Linked DNA regions of Drosophila melanogaster: region 1 is linked to region 2. A link is a contact called in public Hi-C data. All regions are on one chromosome and are shown on one strand. The core of a region is the stretch at or near the end of the contact, and the rest is flanking DNA. Distances in the headings are between cores, read along the strand shown. Region 1 holds the start of CG5906. Region 2 holds the start of Gcat (Glycine C-acetyltransferase).

Region 1 (3,917 bases), core at 1,221-3,720, 70 kb before region 2:
TCATCATCATTTGGGACTGGCCGTGCCGAAAATGCCATTAAAATCACATTTCGATTTAATTTGCATAAATTGAAGTCGAGGCAGCCAGTGGAAAATGAAGCCGAATGGCCGTCTAAACATGAACTAAAGCGCCATTCAAAATCGATTCGAAATCAATTAGAGAGTGATTTCCAATATATATACATATATATGAAATTAAATGCTTAGCCACTGTGAAGTAAATCAACCAAATCGCTCGAATTTTGGTCCGGGGTCCTTTTAAATGATGGGGTCCAAGGACACTAGGCGAAGGATTATGACACTTTTTGCGGCCCGCTGGCTGCACATTCGGCCTTTGCTTTTATTGAGCGAAATGAAAAATTCAATTAAAATGCACACATGCTCGGAACCCCACAACTCGGCAGCCAAAAACCCTTAAAAACCCGGCAACATCATCCAGTAGCAGGCAAAAAAAAAAAAAAAAAAAAAGAAAAAAATATGAGAGCGGAACGAACGCTGGCTGGCAGGAAAAACGAAAGGAAAGGAAACGAGAATGTGAAAAATCAGCATAACAAAGTGGGAAAAACTATGAAAATGCATGGCCGCTTTCACTTTTGTTTTTTTTTTTTTTTTTTGGTACATTTTCCTTCTTCATTTTTTGTGTTTTTTTTTGTAGCTTTTTGCCACGCTTCAGGAGCCTGGCTACCATCCAGCTAGACGTACTCATGTGTCCATGGAGCTGGGGACAGGCGACACAATATAGCATCTCCATATCTCTCCGGTGCTCCCAAAAGTTACGGGTTACGGGTTGGAAGTGCCAGTATGTAAATAGCCGAGCGCTGCAAGCCCATTACATTTGCACAATGAATTAGACCTAGAAGGCTTTTGTACGGCAGGTCCTGCGAAGGATTCTAACCGAATCAGCGTTTATTGTTGTCGACCCCTTGCGAGTTACACATTTTGGGACTGTGATAGGAAAATTAGATATAGAATGTAGAAAGTACTCTTTGTAAAATGAATAATGAAATGAACTAATGAATATTAAATGGGATTAAAAATGTAAATGCGTTGAATTCTATTGAAAAAGGGATTTATGAAAAGCTTTTCGTTTGAAAATGAACGAAAAAATTGTTCTGCCAATTATCTATCCCAATTATTTCTCAACAAATTTACACTGACACGTTTTTGTTGATTATTTTCGATTGCGCATTAACGTTTATTATTTTAAATTCTGTTGGTTTGTGCCATTTTCTGGCATTTTCCAAAATGCGAATATTAAACGACGGCAAATAGTGCAGCGACTGGTGGGAAAACAGTAGATACATCTGTGTATCGTGGTGCTAATGAAACAAATGCCTAAACCCCACGACCTCCGGTGCTGTCAGAATCATTTGATATGGGAGGAATTTTAGAAAACCCCGAACACCCAGCAAACAAAACCCAAAAACTGCAAAAGCTGAATTTACGGTTGAATCGACAATCGGAAACGGGGAACTGAAAACGGGGCAGGCGCGTTGGTGGAACACGGTTTTATGGCGGATTTCGACGGAATATAAAAATAAAATTGGATTTTAGCGTAGATCGTAGAAGGCCGTAAATATTTTTCAATTCACTGGCCCACAAAAGCGTGTCATGGGGGGAACGAAGGGTTGGCACATATGATTTCCCCAAGGGGCGCAAAGGGGTTGCATTTGGATTCTGCGGTTGGGAATCGCGTGCAAATGATTTGGCAGTATTAACTCACCGACACCCGGGATGGCAAAAAATTGCCCGCCGGAGGCGTCAAGACCCCAAAACACTCAAACCCCTAAAGTAGGGAGGATGCTGGTGATGCGGCGGAGCAACATGTGGGCTGGGGATTATCGAGCGGAGAGAAGGCCTCATTTGAATGCCGAGCAAAGCGATTCCTTTTTTTTTTTTTTGTTGTGTGTCTTCGGTGCGTGTGGGCGGGCAACCCTTTTGGGTCCTTTCAACGGCGGTTGGCGGTCCTCTGCTCAGGCGTTAGATACAAGTTGGAGCCCGCTTTGGCTACCTCAACAAATCCTGCGAAAACTCATTTCGTGTTGCTGGCGCCAAATTGATTTCATTGCCTGTTTGTGTTTTGTTTTCGCAGCTAAATGCCAAATTCCCTTTATCCTTTTCGAATCCTTTTGTTTTGTAGAGAATAATTTCTAGTGGCGGTTTCGCCATTATCTTTAACAAATATATAAGGGCATTCCTGCGGCATTTTGATTAAAACTTTGATTGGAATTTCGAGGGTGGTTGCAGAATTCTTGCTAACGTGGCGTGAAACTCGTTTCAAATATCTTTGATAAGCATTAAGATATAAAACATTAGAAATAAATAAAGGATAATGTATTTATTAAAATGAAAACATTTATAAGACCAATTAAATATCTATTATGATTTATAGGATCTAGTTATCAGCTGCTTTGATTCCACCCAGTATGAAATTTATAAGCCGAAACACACTTCTAAATAGTTATTCGAGTTTCTTAGAGAAATGTGTCAAGATGATTAGAATAGGGGGAGGCACCACCAGGAACAGGGGATCCTAGATGGCTCTACGAGTGCTATGGAGGCGAATGACGAATGCCATGGACCGGTTTCATCAGATAGCCTTCAGCCCAAAGTATCTCCTATTTACCAACATCGGGATCTCTGTGGGCCTGAGCATGGTGGGCGATACCATGGAGCAGTCCTATGAGCGCCTCATAGGAGAGCTTCCGGATTGGAACCGAACGCGTACCATTAGGATGGGCATATCCGGGTTGACGGTGGGCCTGGTGTGCCACTATTGGTACCAACATCTGGACTACTTGTTTCCGAAGCGCACCTATAAGGTGGTTGTAGTCAAGATTTTGCTGGACCAGTTCATCTGCTCACCCTTTTACATCGCCGTATTCTTTCTCACAATGGCCATTCTGGAGGACAATACGTGGGAGGAGCTGGAGCAGGAGATTAGGGAGAAGGCCTTAGTACTGTACGCTGCTGAGTGGACCGTGTGGCCATTGGCACAGTTCATCAACTTTCTGCTGATCAAGCCGCAATACAGGGTATTCTATGACAACACCATCAGTTTGGGCTACGATATCTATACGTCTCAAGTTAAGTATCGTAAGAAGCCGGAGCCAAAAGATAATTCGTAAATGGAGAAAAATATTTGGAATATAGCTCAAATCTAATGGTCTTAATATGGTTGTCTACTGTTCTGGACTGCCACTGCAAATCATACAATAGCAGGTCCTGAAAAATGTCATTCCAATGCCTTAGATCCTGGAACTAAAATTTTGGGTGTCCTTAAATAAAATTCTTCTTTGAAGAAAATCAGCAAAGTAGAAAAATTCAAAATCTTTATTCCTTAAAGTTGCCGGCTGTGTTAGCAAATATTTTTAAAGCAAATTTCCATGTAGAACGGATTACTCCTACAGTTAAAAACATTCTTAAAAAATAAAAATAGTTGCTTTTTATTGAAAATATTCATGCTCCTTCAATACATTTTTCCAGTTATTGCTCAATTACCAGGTCGTTGGCGTTAAGATCTGAAAGTAATTTATTGTAATTGTCCAGATATTATAAAATGTTATTCTAATTGTGACGACGGCTCAACCTGACGCCATGTCTCCGGATGTCAAGCTGGTCGTCCTCCTGTTTCCCGAGGATGAAAGGTGACCGCCCGATTCGGGGAAGGATGACTCCTTGTCAAATGCAGAACGTGGGCGGAACTTTTTTTGCGGGGTGACTGCGAAGGAGCAGATTCTGGGCGGAATTCTGGGTGAATGGCATCAAGGACCAGGGAGACACTCGAGCCGTAAGTCCTCGACGTAGAATTGTGTCAAGCATACAAAATAAATAAAAACCCAGGACGGGCGGGCACGAATAAAAAAAATGCCGAAAAGAAAGGGAAATCAAGTGACAAAATTGATGTCAAGATGAGC
Region 2 (3,542 bases), core at 539-3,038:
ATAGATGTACAGTCGAACAAGACCATATTCACCAATTCGGACATACAATGGGAAACCAAAGCTATGATTACATCTACCAACGAGCTGCGTCTCGAAAGCCGTCAAGTATCGTCCCTCAAGTTCTTCTACTTTTCCACCAGCAACCAGTTTCCTGGCGGATGTGGTGGTGATCTAGCCGTTGGTGGGTCGGTGGGCAGCTATCTGGAGAATCCCTCCTACGAAGGACGCAACAGCTCATTGTGCACTTGGAAAATATCCGTACCAGCTGGCGGAAGTCTGAGATTTAGCTTCGCAGGTTATATAATCCATGATCCATTGATTCATGTTGCAGTACTAATTGCTTAACTTATAGAATTCAACATGGGCTCGGAGAGCAATTGTGATCTGGATAATGTGCGATTTTATGACAGCGTTGTTGACGACCAAAGACTTGTGAAAGCAATATGTGGATCAAGAATTCCAGATATGTTTACCATAGCCAAAAATAACGTTATTATAGTTGCTAAAAAATCTCAAAACTTTGATGGATTGGGATTTAGGATGGATATAATAGAAATTGGCTAAAGTCTTTCAGATTTATTTCAGAAAATGCTTCGTTTCATGATCACCGATAATAAACAGGTTATAACTAATCGAATATAATACATTTTAATTACTCATGTATTTCGATGCGCTTGTGAATAAAAAGCTATTCCAATATATATATGAAAATATTACTTTTTGATCTCGACTGTAACAAGAGAGAGCTCAAAACTCGACTATCAGATACCTCTTACTCTACTAGGGTGCTAGAACGAAATATAAAACATTTCGTTGATGAAAAACAAATGCCATTAATTTCTGGAGCTCATTATTTTTTATTTCTTAATTAAGTATTACAAATAATTAATACATAAATATTTCAAATAATATTTAATCTGGTATAGCAACCAAACATCTAGCAACCTCTGCTGACACTTCCATCTAATTATATTGACCTTAGCCCGTTTCAGATTACATTAAACTGATAACCATCGTTTTTCGAAGCACGAATTTTAACAACTTTTTGTTTAACATGTTTCCATTATATGATTTTTATAGGCTTATTTGGACAAAGAATTGTTAGAGGTTCTATGGTGTAATGGTTAGCACTCTGGACTTTGAATCCAGCGATCCGAGTTCAAATCTCGGTAGAACCTTGCATCTTTCCTATTTTATTTTGAATTTATTTATATAATTTAAAAAAATGTTTTTACAACTGCATTTGAATTTAAGTCCAAAATTCAATTTTCGTGCATATAATTATTGATAAATGTACTCTAAAGTTCGACTTAAGATAATACTCAAAAGATTTTTCTTTATAATATCAAAATATAATATCAAGAGTTATAAAACTATTTTTTGTTTTTATTTATTTCATTCGTAAAAGTGATTGCAATAAGCATTACACTATCAGCTTCGCTCACTATTAGCAGCTAATCTTTGAATTAGATTCGTCTTAAATTTAGTCGAAGCTCATGACCTTGGAAGCAATTTGCAATATCAGATACATTTGCGCCTAAGTATCCACATTGTGTTTATGCTATTTAAAAGGCGCGCCATGACAACAAGAGTGAAAGTAAATTAAATCAATTTAGTTAAATGAAAGCCAGCCGGCATGTATTTGCTAGTGAGGGAGGTAAATATGTACATATATATATAGGCATACATATGTACTATTTATAAGTGGAAAACAAAAATCAGCTGCTTGCAGTTCGAGCCCCCAACTAGGGAGACTAGTTTCCATGCCCGTCCACGTCGCCTGGTTGCTATTATTCAGTCAAGAGCGAGTCGAGTCGTCGAGCGGATCTGGACACCAGTCAGCCAGAAATACATTTTCGCGAATAGAAAAGTGTAGGAAAAATCAGTGAAAATATGTCAATTTTCTCCAAATCACTGCTCTTTCGTGGGGGTAAGACTGTATAGCGTATATATGAAGCTCTTGTCATGCCATATGGTTATTTCTAAATGACTTTTCAAATAACAAATATTTATAATTATATTTTCTTTAATTTGAAAAAAAAATAACGCTTTATAGATAAGAAAATAGGAAATATATCTACTCTATGTGTATGAAACATGTGCATTTCTATTTCTGAACACCTTGAAATTTTTAAATATTTACATAATTTAAAGTAACAAGTAACGTGAAAAAATTTGACAAATTCTCTTTAAATACATATAAATATGTGTCTTAATTATACTACAAAATCTTTTAAATAGCCAAATAAATTGCTAGAATAAGACTATATATTTTCGTACTCATTCGCAGTGGGAGGACGCCACTATAGCGCAGCGGCTCAGGCTCAGCTGAGGGAGATCCTGGGCACCCAGCTGGCCGGGATTAAGGATGCAGGCACCTTTAAAGCAGAGCGAATCATCACATCTTCGCAGAGCACTCAGATAACCGTGCAAGGTAGCGATAAAAAGATACTCAACTTTTGCGCCAACAACTACTTAGGACTGGCGGTAAGTGAACTTGTTGCGATCCCAGTGATGTCCACCTACAAGCTTTCTCTAACACCACCAGAACAATCCGGAGATCGTGGAGCACAGCCAGAAGCTGTTGGAGCAGTATGGCGCTGGTCTGAGCTCAGTGCGGTTCATTTGCGGCACGCAGGATATACACAAGCAGCTGGAAAAGAAGATAGCCCAGTTCCATGGGCGCGAGGATACCATTCTGTACGCCTCCTGTTTCGACGCCAATGCCGGTATCTTTGAGGCCATCCTCACACCGGAGGATGCGGTCTTCTCCGATGAACTAAATCACGCATCCATCATTGACGGCATCCGTCTGTGCAAGGCGAAGAAACAGCGCTATAGGCACCGGGACCTGGGCGACTTGGAGGAGCAGCTAAAGGCCAGCGATGCTCGCCTCAAGCTGATCGCCACCGATGGTGTTTTTTCCATGGATGGCAACATCGCACCACTGGCCCGAATCGTTGAACTGGCTAGGAAATACAATGCCCTGGTGTTTGTGGACGAGTGTCATGCTACGGGCTTTTTTGGCGCCACTGGACGTGGCACCGAGGAGTATGACAATGTCATGGGTGAGGTGGACATCATAAACTCCACACTGGGCAAGGCTTTGGGTGGTGCTTCCGGTGGATACACCACTGGACCCGCCGAGCTAATCTCGTTCCTGCGCCAGAAATCCCGGCCGTATCTCTTCTCCAACACTCTGCCGCCAGCTGTTGTGGCCGTTGGTCTGAAGGTAATGGACATGCTCCTCCAATCCAGCGAGCTCACCCAGCGCGTCCAGAGCAACACGCAACGCTTTAGGCAGGCCATGACAAAGGCTGGATTCACCATAGCCGGCGAGAACCATCCCATCTGCCCCGTTATGCTAGGTGACGCTCGTCTTGCCTCCCAGTTTGCCGATGAGATGCTAAGTTAGTTGAAATCTTAATCATCCCTTTATCTACATATATATTTAACTAATATTAAATTTCAGCCCGTGGCATCTATGTCATCGGATTTAGCTATCCGGTGGTTCCTCAGGGAAAGGCACGCATCCGTGTTCA

The links. Hi-C and Micro-C count contacts between places; a contact is called where the count stands out from the background.
Region 1: a Hi-C map of the S2 cell line shows a contact between it and region 2, with 2.9 times the contacts expected there. A contact is called at or near these places in 7 of 107 Hi-C or Micro-C datasets (the D17-c3 cell line, the ML-DmBG3-c2 cell line, the S2 cell line and 1 more).

Annotation. Positions count from the first base shown.
Region 1 is chr3L:11,869,858-11,873,774 of dm6, reverse strand. CG5906 reads left to right here and starts at 2,470. Exons shown (of 1, transcript NM_140261.2): 1 at 2,470-3,318. The coding sequence starts at 2,538. The coding sequence ends at 3,128. The region is part of intron 2 of CG44837; the gene reads left to right.
Region 2 is chr3L:11,799,107-11,802,648 of dm6, reverse strand. Gcat (Glycine C-acetyltransferase) reads left to right here and starts at 1,788. Exons shown (of 4, transcript NM_140252.2): 1 at 1,788-1,930; 2 at 2,291-2,487; 3 at 2,549-3,410; 4 at 3,473-3,542. The coding sequence starts at 1,894. Cubn2 (Cubilin 2) reads left to right here. Exons shown (of 17, transcript NM_168477.3): 16 at 1-295; 17 at 353-698. The coding sequence ends at 564. tRNA:Gln-TTG-1-1 (transfer RNA:Glutamine-TTG 1-1) reads left to right here and starts at 1,107; the gene lies at 1,107-1,178.